2 separate regions of the Sus scrofa genome follow, and region 2 is linked to region 1. A link is a contact called in public Hi-C data. All regions are on one chromosome and are shown on one strand. Each heading gives the region's core, a stretch centred on a gene start, on an enhancer-like site or on the middle of the called end of the contact. The rest is flanking DNA. Distances are from core to core; before and after follow the strand shown.

Region 1 (6,184 bases), core at 1,603-4,102:
TGCGCAAAATGATGTTCCGCTCTCGTCACGTGTGTATGTATGTATATATGAATATGCTAATCTGTAGAAATGGGCCAGTTTGAAAAGGGGAGCCAAGGGCCTGCCCCAGTGCATTTATTGGGTCGGAAACAGCAAATTCACCAACAAGGGCATATACCCTTATTTGAGGTTCAAGGGTGGTCTTCCACGTCATTGTTTTAAATTCACTGTTTGGATAAACGATTGGTGCCGTTTTAAAAAGTATGTTCCTAGCTTACAGGTGTTCGCCGTTATGCTTTTTGAAGAAAATTCATTTGTTCATGTCAGAAATTTGACTCTCCCGTGCCTGGGGAGGTCCCAAGCAGCCTATTTGCAAACAGGCTGGGTTTGTGTACGGGCCTTCCCATAGCGATCTAAAAGTTAGCTTTTGGCTTGGTCATGATACGTGTGAACTGGCTACCTGGAGAACAGTCTGGAAAAGAAAATTAAGCATTTTCAACCCCCCCCCCAAAAAAAACAAAAAAAAAACCCCCACAACTGGTGACATGAATTCATTAAGCTGTGTGCCATTTCCAGTGTAAAGACATTGTTTGCTGGCTACGATCTCTGACTTGTTGTGGCATATGAGGTGTAAAATGTTGTCAAAAGAAGAATCTGGTGTTTAAAAAGAATCAAACTATGATGGCATTAAATGTTCACTCTTCTCCTACTCAGAGTCATGACTTCCTCTGTCCCGCTGGTGCTTCTGAACCGGGGGAAACAATTCAAGGCCCAGAGCAGGTTCTTTTCACGAGGGCAACACCTGGGCCAAGGACTTCCTTCCAGGCTTCTAGGGACTTCCAAGGATGGACTGGCCCCCAACAAGGTCAGAAGCTCAGGTGGGCATGGGTGGAGAAGTCCCAGAGCCCTGCCACTGCCCTGTGTCCCTGGGAGTCACCGGGCTGGTGATCACGCAGGAAAAGTGTCAAGAAGCTGGGTGTTGATGTGCTGAAGTTTCGGTGGCCTGGTACTGCTCCCGCAGTCCAGGGCCTCTGGGGCTGGCACTGCAGCTTCCTTGGAGCTGGACACACAGTCCCTGTCACACCTATGCTGGCCTCACCTGTAACTGGGTACATTCAGGTAAGAAAGCAAAAACAAGGTCAGAAATTGGAGGAAGGGCAGCCCCCCCCCATGGCAGACACTGCCCCGGGCCCTGCCCTGATGCTGCCACCTCATCTGTCCAATCACCACGTGCTCTAACAGCCCCAGAGAGAGGGCAGCTCCAAGCACAGCCCTGCTCTGAATCCATGTCTCCTACTCTGCTGAGCTGGCCCGGACATGCACAGCTCCCGGCTCCCCGCCTCTTCTGTCCCCAGACCCCATCAGACCCTTGTGGGCTCCCTTTGGGCCACTGTAGCAGAAGCCATAAGTTCTTAAGAAGTTGGGAGCTAAGAAGTTCTCGTGGCTCAGCGGTTACAAAGCCAACTAGTAGCCATGACGTTCGATCCCTGGCCTTGCCCCGTGGGTTAAGGATCCGGTGTTGCTCTGAGCTGTGGTGTAGGTCGCAGATGCGGCGCGAATCTGGCATGGCTGTGGTGTAGGCTGGCAGCTGCAGCTCCGCATGGAGCCCTAGCCTGGGAACTTCCATATGCTGTGGGTGCGGCCCTAAAAAAAAAACCAAAAACAAACCTGGGCAGGAGTCTGGAGTCTGCAGAAATGTCAGACTTTTTAAACCAAAGAACCAGGAGACAGGATGGAGATGGCAGAATGGGACTGGAGCTCAACTTTTCTCATAAAAACAACAAAATTACAACCAAATGCTGAGCAACTTTCAACCAAATGGACTGGAAACTTTCCAAAAGACATTCTACTCCGCAAGACAAAGAAGAGGCCACATCAAGACGGAAGGAGGGCGACGACGTGATGGAAGCAACCCCATTCCCGCCGGCTGAGCAGCCCCAGAGACTGGAAAGTGACTGTATCACAGACTCACCTGCAGGAGTGAGAGTTCTGAGCCCCACTTCGGGTCCCCACGCCTGGGGATCTGGCACTGGGAGACGGAGCCCCTGGAACATCTGGCATTGAAGGCCGTGGGGCTGGTGCGCAGGAGCTCCACGGGACCGGGGGAGACAGAGACCCCTTTCTCCAAGGGCGCACACAGGCTCTCACGGGCACTGGGTCCCAGGGCAAAGCAGAGGCTCCATAGGAATCTGGGTTGGACCTGACTGCAGTTCTTGGGGGATCCCCTGGGAAAACGGGGCGGGGGGACGACTGTGGCTCGTTGTGGGGGAAGGACTTGGAGGCGAGGGTCTTGGGAGTGGCCACCGGCGTGCGCTCCTCTCGAGGCGGCCACGTGGGGAGAATCACAGAAACCCCCTTACAAACAGGCAAACACAGTCCCCCTCAAGGTAGGGTGAAGTCTTCTCCCGCCACCCCCCAACCCCCACCGTGCACCCCTTTTCCTCTATTTGGAGCCTTGGGCCAGGCCTTACTTCCAGAAGAGTCTTCTTGGGCCCAAGGTCTAAGAGAGGGGAAGGAAGGAGCGAGAACAAGCATAGCTCCTTCTGCAGGTCACTCCCCCTGCTCCCCACCACTGCCCCATGGACGTTCAGCCCCCCCACGGAGCCCCAGGGCAGCCCAGCCCTCGGCCTGTCTGCTGGGCCTCACTGTCCCCAGTGCCCCTCAGCTGTGCCCAGAAGCCCTTGCCCAGAAGCCTTCTCCCTGCATTTGCCAAGAGCTGGAGAAGAATCTAGGAGGCTGAGGGGTTTAGGAGGAGGGGCAGACTTCTCCAAGCCCCACCCCCACCCCCAAGCCACCTAGCCTCTCTATCAGGGAAGGTGACCGATCCGAAGCCACCTGAGGAAGTTGCTCTGGGTGCCCAGGTCCAGGTCCGTCTGCGTGCTGGGGAAACAATGTGGCATCTGTTTGCCACTTGTAATTAAGTTGCCCCTGCTCAGCCCAGCCTTCCGGCCCCTTCCCTCCTCAGGGGTCCTGGGTCCAGATGTCTGCATGACACCTCCTTGCATGTGCTCAGAAGAAAAACTGGAAATAAAGGCTTTGCATTGGCTAACAGAGCTCTACAAACCCCAAGTTCCCTGAAGAGCCAGCAAAAAAAAAAAAAAAAGCCTTTTTTAAAAACTGGACTTTGGAAAAGCTGGAACTAGACAATAAACATGACCTTTAATCTCACTCCCTAGAACCCCTGTGATTATTTTATAAACACACACAAACACCTGTACAAATTTTGTATAATCATAGACATAACCCTTTTGGAACTGGCTTTCCACCCATTAAAAATCCCACCACGCACATTTATTTCCCCAATCAGAACATGTGCTCCTAATTGACTTTAACTGGCTGCAGAATATTCCAACCATTATTCCATATTACACTTCCCTGCTATTGGATCTTAAAATCATTTTCACTTTTTTTTTTTTTTTTTTTGGTCTTTTTATGGCCACACCTGAGGCATATGGAGGTTCCCAAGCTAGGCGGCAAATCCCACAGCCACAGCAACACAGGATCCGAGTTGCATCTGTGACCTACACCACAGCTCAGGACAACGCCGGATGTTAACCCACCGAGGGAGGCCAGGGATCGCACTGGTGTCCTCATGGATGCGAGTCAGATTCATTTCCACTGAGCCACGACGGGAACTCCTGTTGTCACTTTTTTGCTATGATAAATTATAATATGATAAACATGTTGAACATAAATCTCTTTGGCCTCTCTGGCAAGCCCCGTAGGATAAATTCCTAAAAGTGAAACAGCTGTAACAAGACGAATAAAACATTACTAGCGTTTTACACACACTGAGAGTAACCATGTCTTAAATTGCCTCCCCTGAACAGTACTTAGAGGCCTCCCCTGATGGCCCCACTTAGAGTGATGTCTTCCTCTCTCAACTCCGATTTCATTGAGTCACTGATTTGTTCATTCCACAAATACATAGCGAGGAGGTCCAGCGTGGGCCGCCCTCCTGCTGTAAGATGCAACAAGTTCTCACTATGAGTTCCGTTATACCTAAAGTAGGACATGTGTATACATCCCTAAATATTAGGCTCTAGAGACGTAGCAAAGGCAAGACTTTATCTCGCCTCTTAGGGGCTGGGCCTTGGACTTAAATTGACATGAGACAGATTAACACGAGGAAAGCACACACACTAATTTAATATGAGCTTTCCATACCACGAGAGCCTTCCTTAAAAAAAAAAAAAAAAAAGAAGAACCAGAGTTCCCACTGTGTCTCAGTGGTAACGAACCCGACTAGGATCCATGAGGATGTGGGTTCGATCCCTGGCCTTGCTCAGTGGGTTGGGGAATCCTGCGTTGCCATGAGCTGTGGTGTAGGCCAGCAGCTGCAGCTCTGATTCGACCCCTAGCCTGGGAATGTCCATATGCTGCAGCTGCAGCCCTAAAAAAAAAAAAAAAGAAAAGAACCAAAGACTTGGCAGAACCTAAATGCTTTGAAAAACAGCTGTGGAAATGGAACCAGAATATGTGGGGAGCCTAAAGGAAGATGAGCTACCTTAATAAGGCTGTTTGCAGAGATTTTTCTCAGCTTTGACTCCCCATCCCTGAGGATAAGGATGTTTCTTTTCGCCTAGTACCTGGAGGGTATCTTACCTGTGGGAGTGTCTCTCCTGTTTTCAGAAAGAAAAGGGGAGATCAGAACATCCTTCTTGCCTCTGCTATTTTTCAAACTCCTTTAGCTCAAAATAATCCTCATGCTGAGCTCGCATGTTTTGGTGGCAGCTTCTGCAACTTTTCCAAGGGTAGTGGATCTTTCTACGGCTTCCAGTGTGTATGTAGCACAGTCCTGGGCGTGTAGTGAGTGTTAAGATAGAAGTTTTGGGTCATCACTCTCAGAAAGGAACTTTTATATACATTATGCATACCCATGTTTGGGGAATGCTTCTCTGAGAATTCTGACATGTATCTTTTTTTTTTTTTTTTAAGGACCACACCTGAGCCACATGGAAGTTCCCAGGTCGAATTGGAGCTGCAGCTGCCGACCTGCACCACAGCCACAGCAATGCCAGATTCTCCACCCACTGAATGAGGCCCACGTCCTCATGGATACTAGTTGGGTTCTTAACCTCCGGCCATGATGGGAACTCGCTGACGTGCATCTTAACTCTTAGCCAAGGAGTCACCGAGCCTGGGTGCTGGTTTGAGAACTGCCTCCTGCAGTCGACTTGGAGGGAGTTGGAGAAACTCTCTGGGCTCAGATTCTTTGTCCCTGCAGAAGAGAAGCCTTATCGGTCTGGCCTGGGTCCCTCTGGCTTGTTCGGAGGATGAGACACTGTATGCAGGAGGATGTCGGAATCTGGCTAAGTGCTCAGCAGATGTATGGGATAGAGTGACAGGCATTTGTTTTAATAATTGGATGGAACAAAGACCCATTTGGCAGGCTTTTTCTTCTTCAGGACCTTGCCTGTTGCCCAGTGGTCTCATTCAGCCCTTGTCCATTCATTTGCAAATGTCAATGGCCTCCATCTGTTAGAAGCCCACGGGCTGTATATGCCCACGCCCTAAACCATCCCCAGGTGGGATGATTGACAAAGGCCCGGATGGGATTCTGCTACAGGTGTAACCTGGTTCACCCACAAGTTCGCGGTTCCCTGCAGCCATGCCTGCTCTCTGTCCTCAGCCCGTCCGTCCGAGGAGAGCCCCACATAAAGGGCGCAGGCAGCTGGCTCTACCGGCAGCGCAACCAGCCCCTCCCTGAGCGGAGGGGACTCGGGACCAAGAGGCGCACTAGACCCAGGGCCTTGCTTTGGCCTCTCTTTGGAGAGAACAAGTCAGGGCTTGCTGGATGCAGATAGGCCCCTCAGGTAAGGATGGGCCAGCTGGTTTTTCAACTCGATCACATGTCTTCAACCTCTCTTATTTTACTGAGAAAAATAATTCCAAAAATGCCTTGGCTATTAATTCACAAGCCTCCTGGTTCGATTCAGGTAATGAGATTTAAAGTGCTTATTATAGGGGAGTGTATGCGCGGAGTCTTGCGCGTGCTGACTAGCCACTGCAAGATGCGCCTCCAGACTAAGTTGCAGACGCTAACTACCCCTGAGATGCATACTGAAAGCTTTAAACCGAAGCCCCGGCACAGCACTGTCAGCAGCCGGGCTCAGGGGGGCCCGAGCCACTCTGCGCAGGCGCGGGGCCTCAGCGGGGCTCTCCCGTGGGCGGGGCCGGAGCTGCCTGGTCGGAGCACCTGCCG
Region 2 (6,184 bases), core at 1,836-4,335, 130 kb after region 1:
TTCCAAAATAGGACAATGTCCTGTACAGCGTCTTGATTACAGCTATGCTATACCCGTCAATCAGTCCTTCCGTTAAAGGCAGGCCGTGTGTTGTACCATCCAGTCCAATGATTCCTGGGGAATGGATTTCAGGAATGTATCAACATTGCTGTGAATGCATTCCACTGTGTTTTACACTCTAATCATTTGATTTATTTAAAATAAATTTGAGTTACCTTCAGAATGAACCTGCACATAAACAAAAAATTACTGAAAGTCCACAGCATGGGAGAGACCCGACCTGACCCTGTTCCTGAGATAGAGTTCTACAAGTTTTCACTGGGGACCAGCTCAACAGGTGCTACAAGGCCACTGCGGCCCCCAGCTACGTGAGTCCTAGCATCAGAGTCAAGTACTGATCTGTCCTTCACCCCAAATCATGCAGTGACTCTCTCCTCTTCTTTACTATAAACTATAAAAATAGCTACTTGATAGTAAGACCAAGGCGAATTTTATTTATTTAATTTCTTTGAAATGATTATTTGTTTTTAAGATGATGTTTTTTAAATTTCTCCAACATATTTTTTTTTTTCTACTGGACTTGGAGAAATAATCTTTTAAAAACTTCTTCTGGCTCCTAGAGCAGAAGGATTGTTGTATTAGAGATGGAATTCAATCACACTTCAGAGACCCCAGGTCAGCGGCTGCAGGCTGTCGTCTAGGGCCTGGCTCTGGGCTCTGAAGATTTCTGGCTTCAGTTTCTAATGTCCCTCCATCTATCTATCTGTGACCTAAAATTCCATAATTAAAAAGAATAAACAGGAGTTCCCGTTGTGGCGCAGCAGAAACAAATCCAACTAGGATCCATGAGGACGTGGGTTCGATCTCTGGCTCACTCAGTGGATTAAGGATCCAGCGTTGCCATGAGCTGTGGTGTAGGTCATAGATGAAGCTTGGGTCCCATGTTGCTGTGGCTGTGGCATAGGCTTGTGGCTACAGTTCCAGTGTGACCCCTAACCTGGGAACTTCTATACGCCAAAGGTTCAGCCCTAAAAAGAAAAAAAAAAAAGAATAACCAAAGTGGAGGTATGAAGAGGGTAGGGAATGATATGATGTCCCTCTCTGGAAGGCCAGTCAGCATTGCTCTCTGAAATGACAGAATATGAGGGAAAAGTCAGGACCAGGAGGCCCTGAGCCCTGTCCTGGTTCTGACCCTGGGCAAGTTTCTTAACTCGCTGATATGATACTTGCATCTATAAAGGGACAGGCTGTAGCTCAACAATCCTTAGAGTCCTCTCCACAAAAAGACACACACACACACAATGGAGTCCGTCGTGGCGCAGTGGTTAATGAATCCGACTAGGAATCATGAGGTTGCGGGTTTGATCCCTGGCCCCGCTCAGTGGGTTAAGGATCCGGTGTTGCCGTGATCCTGTCATGTAGGCAGGCGGCTACAGCTCTGATTCGACCCCTAGCCTAGGAAACTCCATATGCCATAGGTGCAGCCCTAGACAAAGACCAAAAAAAAAAAAAAAAAATCAAGTTATTAGATTGCAGCTATTAGAATATTCCCACATTATTCTAGTAATAAAAACACTGGAGGAGTTCCCTGGTGGCTCAGTAGGTTAAAGATCTGGCGTTTTCATGACTGTGGCTTGGGTTACTGCTGTGGTGTGGGTTGGATCCCTGGCCCAGGAACTTCTGCATGCTGCACACAGCCAAAAATAAGTAAACTTTTAAAATAAGATAAAATTAAAAAATCAGAATAATACTCAATGTTCCGAGTAAAATCTGTCTCTTCTCTGAACCCGTTAAACATCTGCGAATGCACAATGCAGAAAGTAATAACCATCTGCTCGTTTGTGTCCTGAGTCCTCCTGCCTACTTTCTGCTCTTGTAATTTATTGTTTCAGGCAAATAAAGGTTGATTTTAATGTACTGCCAAAATCGGTGGCATGGGCAAAGCACGAGATGGAACCAAAAAACATTCTGCCTTTTCCTATCTATTAGTCACCATTGGAAAATCAGTATTCAGTGTTCACCCCATCCCTGGCTCCAGACGACCGAACGAAAATGGTGCACTGTTCCCAATGCCGACTGATGATGCATTGTGCCATTATCCCGTGAGCTAATAGGAGACTCCGTAGCTGCTGTCTCACCTGATAAATATGCTTTCAGCATCCAGGCGCGGGCACATTACTTGAAGAATCTGCGGCTACGAGTTTAGCATAATTTATACTCCCAAGTCCCTCGCTACTGCTGCTGCGTGCGGCAGATGACTGGAGACGGAAGGATACAGAAATCAGAATGGTTCTTTTCTCTCCGACCCCACGGTCTAATTGGTTTTGGACCTTCCTTCTACCCCGTAGACATCCATTATACATTGAGGCCTACCAGGCGCCCTGAAACAAGTTAGCTGCTGGTGAGATGATGAAGAATAAAACAGTCTTTCCAGGGGGTTCAACTTCCTTGCTATTCACGGGGACGGGCAAAGGAAGAGAAAGACAAGGGGAAGAAGTCTAAGCTGTAGGGTGTTAGGAAGTATTCTAAAAGAACTCCAAAGTGGCGATGCGGAATTAAAATGTGCCCCCCAAAAAGGAGGTCCTGCTGTGTTGCAACAGATCGAGGGTGTCTTGGGCGCGCTGGGATGCAGGTTCGGTCTCCAGCCTGGCACCGTGGGTTAAGGATCTGGCATTGCCACGGCTGCAGCTTAGGTCACAATGCAGCTCAATCTGATCCCTGGCCCAGGAACTCCCTATGCCACAGGGCAGCCAAAAAAACAAAAAACAAACAAAACAAAACCCCAAAAAGAATGCCAATACTCCATCCCATATATCAATAATGAAAACATTCGCAGCAAATATTTGCTGAGTGCTTGTTGTGTGCCATGCATTTCACTAAGATTTATCTCCTGTAAGCCTTATTACAACCCTATGGAGCGGGTAATGTCAACACATCCACCTTAGAGATAGGAAAAGTGAGGCTGAGAGACGCAGAAACCTATGTCTAAACTAAGAGACTTCAAAGCAGTGGATATGCAGCACTGCCCTACTTGATTCCTATCTCACCTCTTAGCTGCTACATTGGACTGTGCAAATTTGCTCAAAAACTTATGTAAGAGGAAGAACAAATCTGACTCCACATCAGATCCGTTCTTTTTCGTTTAACTTTAACCTCATCTTCTGTCACTCGTGCTGAGTCATCCTGGCTCTGCACCTATTGCAAAAGGATGTTACCCAGAGCTTGAAATATCCAGGAGAGTCTATTCTCAAGGCTACAACTTTTAAAAGTATTACATTTTTAGATAAAAAGTTGGAGAACAGGGCGTTCCCGTCGTGGCTCAGTAGTTAAGGAACCCGACTAGTAACCATGAGGGTGCGGGTTCGATCCCTGGCCTTGCTCAGTGGGTTAAGGATCCGGCATCGCCGTGAGATATGGTGTAGGTTGCACACGTGGCTTGGATCCCATATTGCTGTGGCTGTGGTGTAGGCCGGTGGCAACAGCTCCAATTAGACCCCTAGCCTGGGAACCTCCATATGCTGTGGGAGCAACCCTAGAAAAAGGCAAAAAGACCCCCCCCCAAAAAAAAAAGTTGCAGAGCAGAGAAGGACACTTGTTTGTTTGGAGGTTTACAGGACCATGGCGACCTGACTGTGACCTGAGCGAGGAGGAGAGCCCCGAGAACAAAGGCTTTTCTGCAACAAGAGGTTTGCAACAACTGACCACAGGACTGCTCCCCTTCCACTTTCTGGTAAAAAAGGAGCCTGCATTCTGACTTTGGGGAGAAGGGTCTATGAGACACTGGTCTGCCGGCTTTCGGATTAAAAATTGTTATTCTGGAGTTCCCATTGTGGCTCAGCAGGTTACAAACTCCACTAATATCCATGAAGATGCGAGTTCAATCCCTGGTCTCTCTCAGTGGGTTAAGGATCTGGTGTTGCCGTGAGCTGTGGTGTAGGCTGCAGATGTGGCTTGGATCCTGTGTTGCTGTGGCTGTGGCGTAGGCCAGCAGCTGCAGCTCCGATTTGACCCCTAGCCTGGGAACTTCCATATGCCGCGGATGCAGGCCTAAAAAGCAAAGATGTTGTCCTTGCCCCGGCACCTCATCTCCCGATTTACTGGCCTGTCGTGTGGTGAACAGAATGAGCTTGGACTCGGTAACACTTACATCCTGCCAATTCGGGATGTGGTATTTCTCGAGATGAATTTGCAAAATGGGATTTTTTTTTTTTTTTAAAGCCATATCTTCCCAAAAGTTTGAAATGAATCTGATTGAAGATAGGGCCTGAAGGTGGGCCTCTGTGACACTCAGGGGTGAGGCACGGTCCAGCTGCTGCTTCCAAGTCTCACCCCTTCCCAGCCAGCACCCTAGCATCTCCTGGCACAGTGGCCAGGCTAAGGGAGCTGGAGCTCTACTCTAGGTGCTTCACCTCCGGCCAGGGTGCTCTCAGCATGGAGACCCCAGAACTGACCAGGTCTCGGTGGAGCCACTGGCCTCAGATCGAGTCAAGAAATTCCTTATTAGCACAGCCCTGCAACCCAAGGACATTGTCAATGAAGGGAAGGAAAGAAGGAAAAAAACATTTGGCCAATGCCAGACCGGGTCAAGAAATGAAGCCTCCCAACTTCTGCCCAGGGTGACAAGTCGGGAAGGGGCCCTGGATTGTGCAAAGTTACTTGCAAAAAGCGAAGCTGGCAGCGGAACTGTCACTGCTGGCACATGTTCGTGAGAGGCAGCAACAGCCAATTTGAAAATGGCCTTTCATTCATGGACTGGTAGTTATTTTCTGGTCTCTAAGAAACCAAATAAAATTAAAATGCACCATTAATATCACGACAATACCATACTATTCCCCTTCCCTTTCAGAGAGCCGTCAGCAACTGCATCTGATCAAAGCTGAATTATTAAATGTCTGTAGATTAATCCCATAACTCTCAAGGGCCCGGAGTTTGTAATTTCCCTGAAAAAAACAGTCACCATCTACACCGTGAAAAATTTAATTGCACTTTAATTACCAGTTAGGCTGACTAGCATGAGATATGGGTGCCTTCAATTTCTAATAGTCATTATGATTCCAAGAGAATTTTGAAGGGAAATAATTGAATCTCTTGGGAGTATTCTCTTCTTCTGCCCCTGCCAAAATCAAAATGAGAACAGGGAAAAAAACGTAAAGGGTGATTCAAATTCTTCCAGATCATAACCCAGGACGGCCCCCAGCCATAATAATCTGGCCATTCCCAGGCAGCTGCAGTGCACATTTTGATGATATGCTAACACAGGAACCGGTTTCCTGCAGTTGAGTTCTGGTACATTAAACAGATAAAGGCTCTGGGCTGGGGTGTTGCTTTTCTTCTTTAAAATCAGAGGCAAAGATGCCACACTCATTTCTTTGTTTCTCAGAGCTGGGCACCAGGGTGGGCATGTGTGCCCCAGCCCCATGGCGCATACGCGGCACACACATGCACGCACACTCCTCTCCCACCTGTTTCCACGTTTCACAAGTATCATTTATGAAGGGGAAAAAAAGGAGAGAAAGTAACATCCTCATGGAAGTCTCTGGCAGAAATGGAAATTCAAGCGGATACAACTAGTTTAGCCTTCCAACATCCTCCCTTTATCAGAGACGCTGCCTGACCCGAGGAAGAGCTGGCCTCCTGGGAGCTGGTGCAGGAGGGGCCCACTGACCACTCCTCTACCATCCTCAAGGCCCTGCTGGCCTTGGAGACATGCCGAGGTTCTTGAGGTGTTTGCCGTGTGTGTGTGTGTGTGTGTGTGTGTGTGTGTCCATGTCCATCTAGACGACAGAATGCCCCAGCCACGTCTAGGGACACTGTCCTGCTCCAACACAGGACTTTCCACATGGAAAGAAATCTGGCTGTGCTTTTAAAAAGTCAGGCTGCAGTCAAAATAAGGTGTTTCAGGAGATCTCCAAACAACCTGGAGCTCCGTGCTAGCTGCCTCTGCTCAGGACCGCCGGGTCCACCACCTCGCTATCAGGGAGTGACTGGGAGCGGGATTACCATTTTGTCAGCCAGGTAAATAAGAGAAGAAAAAAAAAAAAAACTGTTCAGAATCATTTGCCACTTTTCTCCACCTGTGCACTCATTTCCCCCGGAAGCCTCTGCATCAAACCTGCACCGACACACAGCACTGTACTGGATTTTGGCGGGATTTACACGTGTCTCCATCAGGGACCCAACAGCT

What was found. Hi-C and Micro-C count contacts between places; a contact is called where the count stands out from the background.
Region 2: a Hi-C map of liver shows a contact between it and region 1, with 2.8 times the contacts expected there. The contact joins two enhancer-like sites. A contact is called at or near these places in 1 of 5 promoter capture datasets (liver) and 5 of 47 Hi-C or Micro-C datasets (liver and skeletal muscle).

Annotation. Positions count from the first base shown.
Region 1 is chr10:18,219,364-18,225,547 of Sscrofa11.1, forward strand. KIF26B (kinesin-like protein KIF26B) reads left to right here. Exons shown (of 16, transcript XM_021064466.1): 16 at 1-689. It overlaps LOC106505102 (a long non-coding RNA gene), which reads left to right and starts at 6,158. Exons shown (of 3, transcript XR_002336128.1): 1 at 6,158-6,184. Within about 2 kb of position 2,853, at least 3 of the 83 cell types and tissues checked have an H3K27ac peak or open chromatin away from gene starts, as enhancers often do. A contact at or near this core is called in liver, where this site is marked.
Region 2 is chr10:18,345,541-18,351,724 of Sscrofa11.1, forward strand. The region is part of intron 10 of SMYD3 (SET and MYND domain containing 3); the gene reads right to left. Among named protein-coding and RNA genes, the nearest start is that of KIF26B, 640 kb to the left of the region's middle. Within about 2 kb of position 3,086, at least 2 of the 83 cell types and tissues checked have an H3K27ac peak or open chromatin away from gene starts, as enhancers often do. A contact at or near this core is called in liver, where this site is marked.